Linked DNA regions of Mus musculus: all the other regions are linked to region 3. A link is a contact called in public HiChIP or PLAC-seq data. All regions are on one chromosome and are shown on one strand. The core of a region is the stretch at or near the end of the contact, and the rest is flanking DNA. Distances in the headings are between cores, read along the strand shown.

The links. HiChIP or PLAC-seq counts read pairs in DNA pulled down with a chosen protein or histone mark.
Region 1: an HNF4G HiChIP or PLAC-seq map of pancreatic cancer cells shows a contact between it and region 3. The contact joins two enhancer-like sites. A contact is called at or near these places in 4 of 115 datasets of contacts at active chromatin or transcription factors (bone marrow-derived dendritic cells, differentiating embryonic stem cells, embryonic stem cells and 1 more) and 4 of 9 other capture datasets (adipose tissue, embryonic stem cells, liver and 1 more).
Region 2: an H3K27ac HiChIP or PLAC-seq map of hepatocytes shows a contact between it and region 3, with 3 times the contacts expected there. The contact joins two enhancer-like sites. A contact is called at or near these places in 1 of 39 promoter capture datasets (embryonic stem cells), 4 of 484 Hi-C or Micro-C datasets (all in liver), 4 of 115 datasets of contacts at active chromatin or transcription factors (bone marrow-derived dendritic cells, double positive thymocytes, embryonic stem cells and 1 more) and 4 of 9 other capture datasets (adipose tissue, embryonic stem cells, liver and 1 more).

The regions. Positions count from the first base shown.
Region 1 is chr4:144,997,296-145,000,290 of GRCm38.p6, forward strand. All of the region lies in intron 67 of Vps13d (vacuolar protein sorting 13D), which reads right to left. Among named protein-coding and RNA genes, the nearest start is that of Gm36317, 35 kb to the left of the region's middle. Within about 2 kb of position 1,411, at least 172 of the 459 cell types and tissues checked have an H3K27ac peak or open chromatin away from gene starts, as enhancers often do. A contact at or near this core is called in pancreatic cancer cells, where this site is marked.
Region 2 is chr4:144,971,853-144,974,602 of GRCm38.p6, forward strand. It overlaps Vps13d (vacuolar protein sorting 13D), which reads right to left. Exons shown (of 70, transcript NM_001276465.1): 70 at 770-2,750. Among named protein-coding and RNA genes, the nearest start is that of Gm36317, 9.9 kb to the left of the region's middle. Within about 2 kb of position 1,284, at least 34 of the 459 cell types and tissues checked have an H3K27ac peak or open chromatin away from gene starts, as enhancers often do. A contact at or near this core is called in hepatocytes, where this site is marked.
Region 3 is chr4:145,073,007-145,075,955 of GRCm38.p6, forward strand. Vps13d (vacuolar protein sorting 13D) reads right to left here. Exons shown (of 70, transcript NM_001276465.1): 53 at 2,704-2,827; 54 at 1,830-2,065. Among named protein-coding and RNA genes, the nearest start is that of Gm36317, 110 kb to the left of the region's middle. Within about 2 kb of position 1,480, at least 17 of the 459 cell types and tissues checked have an H3K27ac peak or open chromatin away from gene starts, as enhancers often do. A contact at or near this core is called in hepatocytes and pancreatic cancer cells, where this site is marked.

The DNA of each region.
Region 1 (2,995 bases), core at 161-2,660, 76 kb before region 3:
TAAGAACTAGCTTATTTTTACCACACTGTCTCATTTTCTGACCCTGAATAGCAGGAAAGAGTGTTCCTTCTTCTGTGAGTCAGCAGGCTCAGAATAATATGCTCTGACAGAAGAGCTGGAGGTGTTAGCAGGCCCAACAGGGACCTGGGTATGCATGGTACAGTTGTTAAAGGGTCCTCCAGGTAAGGCATGCATTGTGAATCTACACGTTAAGAATGGGAAAGAGCACATGCAGCTAGTCTCCCAGCATGCCCCAGTCCCAACGCACCAGCAAAGGGAATAGTGACATCTGGAACTGGTTTTGAGGCTCTCCAGCTGCAGATACACAAGACTGAAGGGGCTTATGGCTGTCCCTTCTGATTCTCATCAGGGCCAAACACAAGCCAGAAGACAAGCTGGTTCAGAAACCGAATCAACCTCACTTTGAAATGCTCTTCACTCCCCGACCTCCTTTGAAAACAGAATTAATAGTCCAGGTGGAAAGAGATCAAAATGAAAGATAAGGGCTCAGGTCCTCTCAGGTGTATTTTGAGATTTCATTCAGATCAGATGTACCCTGGGTCAGAGTTGACTTCCTAGCACCTATCCTCTTAGGAGACAAGAGCCAGTAAGAATGAATTCATTTGTATTGTTGGCCTGAGGAAGGGGTGGGGGCTGTCTGTATAGGCCTGGAAAAAAAGGACACATACAAATTGTGTTAGAGACATGCCATGAGCCAGAGAGATGGGGGTAAGATGCTAGATACTGCCAGACAGATGGGGCAATAAGCGAAATCTCCCAGACCTGGTGCCAACCACTGCTCACACCCAGCATGTGGCTTTCTAATTGTTTCCCTGTGCATGGGTACACAGGCTTGTGAGCAAGACAAAAAGGAAGCAATAGACAATGCCCTCCTGCTCAAGCTTTCCTGTAGCTCAGAGAGAGGCAGGTATAGCCAAACCTCCTCTGATACCAAGAAGGGACACAAAAGCTCTGTCCTCTCTCCCTAAAACTGAGGGTTTCTTTTTTCTTCTGGACCCAGGCACAGACAGCAGACAGTGAGGGCAAACTCTGGCTAACTAATGATCAAGTTCCTTGGGGAGGGAGGGGCATAAGCAAGCCCAGAGCAGCTCTGATGCTGACAAACGGTGAGTCATGGGAGAGGCCAGAAGTGACTCTTTGGTTGTAGTTCTTCGAGGCTCCCTTTCCAAAGGATTGCTCAGACCAGGGAGTGGGACCAAACTTCCTTCTATGTGGTACAAAAATCATTGAGGACTTCCTGGTGTTCTGGATGTAGATTTTTGCAGATAAGAATCTCTATGAATGCTAGTTAACATCTGGCATATTCAATGATTAATTATTAAACAGAACCAAAGAAATCCAAAGAGCAGCAAAATTTCTTCATACAATTTGGCCTCATATGGAGGGTGAAGAGACACATGCAGTTTGGGTTTAGCAATCGTGTAATGGAGTCCAGATGACAACTCCCTCCATGCTGGAGTCACCATCAGAGTCTCTTGGGGCCTTCAGAGCACCTTGACAGTGGAAACATGACTAACAAAGGACCCAGAGAGAGGTCTTAGGTTGGCTGGGCACCGTATCTCTTCCCTTACCTCTAGAGTCTTTTACTCAGGCCCACAGCACCAAAATAAACAGAAATCCCCTCTGGCCTGCCAAGGGGGCCACAGCATGCTGAGCACATCTGATGCAGCAGGCACCCTACCTACACAGAGACTTCCTGTGCCAGCTGTGTAGCAGCTGGTTCTTGCTCCCAGGTGATGAGCAGATAAAGAGGGACTTCTGGAAAGTAGATCAGAATTAAGGATATAGCCAGGGAGTGGCACTGCTGCTTTCTGGAAAGGCAGATTCTGGGTATAGAAGGGAGTGCCACAGTTCCTGGGTACAAAGTATGGTGACCTGGTCTCTGGACATGAGCCAGGGTCCCTCTGCTCTGGAAATGACAGACACAAAGCATGGCCAAGGACCCCAATGAGGAGGGATGGGCTGACAAACAAGATGAAACTACCCCAATCCACTTTCCCTCCTAGGCCCTCTGAATGCAGGTAGCTATATTAATTAAACCCATGTCTGTCTGCACATCTGCTCATGTCACGGTTCCTTCTGAGAACTCAGGCTGCCTGCCCTTGCTGAGATATCTACTTGCCCATGCCCTCCTTAGTGAGGGACTAGAGCTCCTTTGAGGCCACCTGGAACACCAGGCCTTTCCATAAGGCAGCCTTGCACCTGCTCTGATCAGCATGGGGCTTGGCCCCATGAGAGCCAGAGAGCAAGGCCCATCTAGAGCCTCCACAATGCTATGCAAAGATACAGCATCCAGGCATCAACCACTCTGCCACCAACACAGCCTCCTAGGAGACGGCTAGGTTTCCTGTTGTGTCAGCCCCGTTTCCTTCAGCAACATTATACTGCAAACAGAGAGCCGCTCTGAAGAAAGCACCGTGGTGTCCCATTTCTGGGCTGGGGGACGGGGGAGGGATGGAGGCAGACTGCCTAGCTGTTCTGAAGGGGAACATTCCAGCACTGTGACCCCCTCAACGTGGCTTTCCTTCCCTCTCCCCAGACCTGAAATACTGTTTGAAGAAAGGAAGCATGCAAGCTTCCCTGTGTGACCTTGGATGGGCAGGTTCTGAATGGCAGCTGGGTCTATTACATGCCGTGTGAGAGGGTTAAGCAGGACAGCCTCAACTCTTTATAAACTTTTGCCCTGTGGATATGTACTCATTGGCGGCAGTACAAGACTCGAGCTGTATTACACGCCTTAACGATATGGTTCAACTGTCGGTCAGGCTTGGGCCTGGCAACGGGCCAGACCGCAATCAATGGGACACAGAGCCTCCCCCTTTCAGATCATCACGAAGGCTCATATTATCTCCTTTTCGTCGTGCTGGTTAAATTTATGGAGCAGAACCCTGAAGCTGCATTCCTTGGGCCGGGCCGGCCCACGCGGCCCTCCCTCCCTTTGTTCGGTACTGTAAGCGAGCTGTGCTTCGGAGGA
Region 2 (2,750 bases), core at 34-2,533, 100 kb before region 3:
GTCCACCCTTCTTCTCTCACATATGACCACCCTTAACTTACCCTATGTTTTTTTTTTTCCCTTGCTATGTTGCTGGCCTAGAAATGCCTGGGCTCCAGGGACCCTCAGAACCCAGTGTGGGTAGCTGGGAATATATAGGTGTGATTCCCTGCCCCTAGCCACCTTTCCCGCTTGAGGTACCAGGTATTAACTACCTTCTACCATGGCCAAATACTCTAGAGGTGAGTATGTGGTATCTCTGGTTTCACTCCATTTACCCCTGAACCTTTTCCCTCTTACCCAGCTTTCAGCCCCAACCCCCACCACAACTGCTCCACTGCTCCTGATTCTGAGGTGTGAATGTGGTCCTCCTGGTTTATTAGAAGCATTTGCTAGTATAACTCTGAAACCTACACGGATCCACACCCTCATGGATCACTTGTCTCTAAATGGGCCTGCTCTGCCTCCTTTTCATTTGTCTGAACACTAAGTGATGACCTCTACCCTGCCGGCTCAGCCCAACAGCCCTGGGGTGGTGGTAGTGAACAGCATCTAGCACACAGACACTGGAGGGCAAAGCCTCTTCTGTCTGCTCATTCCAGGTATGTCCAGTCTCCAGTGGTGACTGCCACTTGGCAGCCCCTGACTGCCAAGGCTGTACTATGTGTGATGTCTTGTCACTGGTGAGGATTCTAGAGCTCTAGCAACACAAAGGAGGAAGAAGGGGAGGAGAGGAGAAAGAGGAGGAGGAGGAGGAGGAGCAGGAAGATCAGGAGAAAGAAACCAAACCTGTAGGAAATCAACAAGGTATTTTATTTTATAGAACGTGTGAACTCTGGGGTATGGAGTTTGCACAGTCTGTGTATACATAGTGAAGAACTGGATATTTTATTTTCTGCTCACTGAGAAGCTATGATGCTTTTTATATCTTTTATTTTTTGAGGCACAAATGACACTTGAAGACAAAGTGGCCCTGGATCCTTTAGAACACTGAGGTGGGATGTGCGCCCCACCGAACAGTTGGGGGCTGACACAGAGGCTGCCTCTACGCCTCCTCCATGGGGGTCTGGAAAAGGATGCTCTCCTTCTGGTTTTCCAATGTGATCTAAGAACCAGAGTGGCTTCAAATGTCTCTCCAGCCAGCTTCCCTTCATCTGCTAACTTCTTCCAGAAGAGCTGTATTTGAGGCAGTATGAAATTGCCCCAGCAGAGTCTCTGACACATGGTGAATACCAACTTAAGCGGAAACAGGAGCACTGGCGAGGCCTGTTTCTTCTGGATCGTTGGACTTTGTCCTGGCAAGCCAGGAAGCAATGGTGAAGGCATCTGGAGTATTTCCCAGGCCTGGCATGCGGGCTTTTTGGCTGGGATAACTGAGAACTCAAAGTTGATCTCCCTTCACCCCGAAGTCTTACCCCATCTGGTCTCCAAAACCCATTTTAATACCTGCTCCTTCTAAGGCCAAATATCATAGGAAGGGGCTGTGTCATTGCAGAAGATGGACAGTTATTTAAAGAGCTGATTAAATTAGAAAGGAGCTGGGAGAGGGTGTCTGATTCTCCCTGGGTCCTCCTGAAGCACCAGCTGCAGACTGAGAAACCCAGTTTAAGGGGTTCAAGGCAGCATAGACTTCCCTTAGCAACACTAGTTCCTTCTAATGGTTAGGGACTGTCCCAGCACGTGGCAGGGGACACACATAAGCCATGCTTCTGAAGCCTGCTCTATGAGAGACCAACATCTCAGGTAGTGGGTTACTGAAAGTAAGGCCAGAGGTCAGACTTGGGTGGGTATGGGGGCCCAGGTTGTTGAGGAAGACCATGAGGAACTAAGTCCTCCCCCTCAGCTGTGAGTCTCCAACAAGGGCACTGACAACATCATGCCCTCCTTAGGGAGCAACAAATCCCAACCAAAGACCCAACCCACAAAAAGTGCAGTCCAGTCTACTCCAAGAAAGATGGCAAACTAGGAGGTCAAGAAGGTAACTCCCTGAAAACATTTATGTATCTAAAGTGCTCCTTTAAGATTGCCCTTGCCTATCAGTGCTTATGTACCTTGGTGCATGCACAAACTCAGAGAGAGACACACACAAACACATACATAAACACACACACACACACACACACACACACACACACACACACACACACACGGATTGGGGGTGGGCCTTGGAGAACAGATCCCCTATGTTTGTGTCTTGGAAGGATTAGAGTTATAAATACCAAAACACACCCATTGGGTCACCCTGGATCTCAGCTACGTGTATGACACAATTGTGGAAATTGGCTAGACTTGTTTAAAAACAATACAATACAAAACAAACAAACAAAACACCCCAAACTACAAGGTTTGATTGTAGTATAAGGTGAGGCCCACCCTCCACCTCCAATTTGCTTACTCCTTCTAAAAAGGGGAAACACCAAAGTGAAACCCAGGAAGCCCCTGGCTCCCATGCACACCCTTCTCTATAACTTTCTCCCTTCTCATCCGTTTCTCAGGGGGCTACAATGCTGTGACATGGTTTTACTAAACAGAACACAGTGGGAAATGGGACTTTTTTCCATTTATGTCAAGAGAACCCACCAATGCTTCACACTTCTTAATCACAAGCAGCATGAAGAAAACCTGGATGGCCTTGGTGTGTGAGCACACACTTAGCAACTAACGTTTGACCTCCCAGTTGGGTAGAGTGGTTGAAGAAAGCCAAATGGGAACAAAGGTGGGCACCATGCTGGCCTCTAGTACTTTCCATGGTGGCTCTGCTTCTGCTTCCC
Region 3 (2,949 bases), core at 230-2,729:
CCTCCTCCTCCTCCTGCTCCTCCTCCTCCTCCTCCTGTTCCTCCTCCTGCTCCTCTTCCTCCTCCTCCTCCTCCTGCTCCTCCTCCTGCTCCTCCTCCTCTTCCTCCTTCTTCTTTTCTCCTTCTCCTCCCCCTCCTCCTCCTCCTTCTTCATCATCATTATCATCATCATTTGTGTAGGCTGTTGGGGACTATATACATATGGCTGGGTAAACTCACCTGTGTATATACATTATTCAGTAAGGCCAGAGATCCACATTGGATATCTGCCTCAATTACTCTATATCTTATTATTTGAAACAGGGTCTTGTTGGACCTGGGACTGTGTCAGTTAGCTTAGCTGGCCAGAAAGGCTCAGGATCTGCCCATCTGTGCCCACAGCGCTGGTGTTATAAGCACTTGCCACTGCACTTGGCTTTCCATATGGGAACTGGGCTCCAAACCCAAGAACTTCAGCTTATGGATAAAGCCTGCCCTGAAGTATGTGCACAGTGCTTAATTTAGATCACCTGCCTGTTTGCATCAGTCATTACTATTGTAAAAAGTACTGATGAGTTCAGTTAAAAATTAGTCATCTGGTCATCAAAAGCATAACAAAATTCAACAAGTTAGATTTCATTGAAATGGAAAAATTTTGTTCTTTCAATGATACCATCAAAAAAATAAAAAGACAACCCATAGCATTAGAGAACAAAACCTGCAAAAAGCTGTACAAACAGCTTCGACGCCTACCAACATACGGGCAAGGACATAGCCCAGAGCATTTCTCAGGCCTACACAGACCGAATGCACATCAAAAAAGCAGAGTCACAAGGCATAATGTGGCTGAACCCAAAACATTACACTCAGTAACTCAGTAATAGGTGCCAGACACCGGCGGTCACGGAGGTGATCCTAACTGCAAGGGCTACCCAGCTAGCAAAGCCCACAGGGACAGGAAGTGAAGTGGGTCAGTGGTTGCTGAGGTCTGGGAGTAAGGAGATGAGGAACAAGTGCCAGTGGAGGTTCTTTCAGGGAAAACAAAATGTTTTGGTGAAGCTGGTAAAGTGATAAATATAGTAAATACCACTAACTGTTCAGTTTGAAATGGTTTTCTGTTATGTGAATCTGACCCTCAATGAAATAAAAATAAAAAGCCCTATTTTTTTTCTTCTCCGTTATTAATTCTTCCAAGAATGCACACCAACCCTGTGAGGCATACATTAAAAACTAGTTCCAACTCCTAGCAACCACCCACCCATGGGGTCCAGGTACTGTCCCACTGCGCCAGAGTTCCCAAGAGCTCCTCTCCCTCCCTGTTCCAGCCTAAACCTCTAAGCTTGAGTTCTCCATCAGGACACTCCCCTTAAAAAGAGCTCAGTGGCTGCTGGAACTCAGAGAAAACAAGGAGCTTGTGGGACTTGGAACTAGACAGAACTGGTTTCTCGGGCACTAACCTTTAAGCAGGTCACATTGGTCAGTGCCATAGGAACAACCCCAAAACAAACATCCCCAGCCCAATGTCAAGATAAACACTGCAGGAATTCAACATCCAGGAAAAGGCTGGTCAGTGTTGCTTAATGCTAGGCTCCATGCTTGCAGGTGGGGGTGGGGGAGCGGAAAAGGAAGGGTGGAAGGGGGATCCTTAAAGAAAAAAAGAGTTGAGACACTGGAGAGATCAAGCTACAAATGAGGATGTGGACAAGTCTCTCAAGGTAGACCCTGAGCCTGAGAGATGGTAAAGAAAGAAGGGATCGGCTGCCACCTGTCTCTTCGGAAACTGCCTAAAATATAAAACCAGTGAATAGTTAGAATATTCTGCTTTGCATCAACAGTCATGTCCAGAATTACCCGGAGAACGTGTAGGTGGCAGCAATGTAAATGAAATTTTCATAGTACAACTGTCGGTTATTCTGGAAGTCATTCATGTTGCAGTTAATCTCCGATGAGCCTGCGCCCTTAACGGTCAGTGTGATGAAGGGTGGGAGGGTGGGCTCATCCCAGGCATAATCCAGTGACATCATGGGCTTCACTTCAGTCCGAAGCCTGGGTTCAGCTACACCATGCTGAGTGAAGACAACAGGAACCTAGAGGGCAGAGGGCTTCATTCAGGGCAGTGTCCACTGTGGCACTCACACACTCAAACACAGACTAAAATAAGAAACAGAACCTTTATGATTTCCACTTAACATTTAGGACTATAGAAATGCTCACTGTAATTGATCAACAGTAGTACACTCAACTGTTACTGGGCAATCTGATTCCTTCCTCTGCCTATATAGCGTGTCAACCAAATTCTTTGGGTGGCAGAAAGTTTACTTTAATCTGGATGAGGGAGGTCAACTATTAAAATAATTAACTGAAGTGGCTGGAGAGGTAGCTTAGTGGTTAAAAGTACTAGTTCTTGTAGAAGACCTGGGTCCGATTCCCAGCACCCACATGGTGACTCACAACCACCCATAACTCTAGTTCCAGGGGATCTAACACCTTCTTCTGATCTATGAAGTCACCAGGCACATTTGGTGCATACACATATACATGCAGACAAAATGCTCAGACACATAAAATGAGTAAGCAAATCTGGAAATAATAACAGCAGCAGCTGAAACCATCTCTTAAGGGTGGGGGTTTCAGGGCCACAGAGCTTTAGTAAGTGTTGCATGCACTGTGCCAATATCTTCCACCCTGTACCACGTGAGCAGCCAACCCTCAGCAGCACTGGTACCTTGGAAAAGTTGTCAATTCTGAAAGGTGGTGGTAACTGATCTGTGTCACTGAAGGAGATCCTGTAAGTAGCTCCTCGGAGAGTAATCTCCACTCGTAGGAAGAAACATTTTCCCAGGGTGTCCCTGCAGAACAAAGGCCAAAGGTTGAATTAAAAGGAGACAGGTCCAGGAAATCTGAGGTCTTCTGAGCTCTGCAGGTACCAGGTACACATGTGATGCACAAACACGCATGCACACTAATTCTC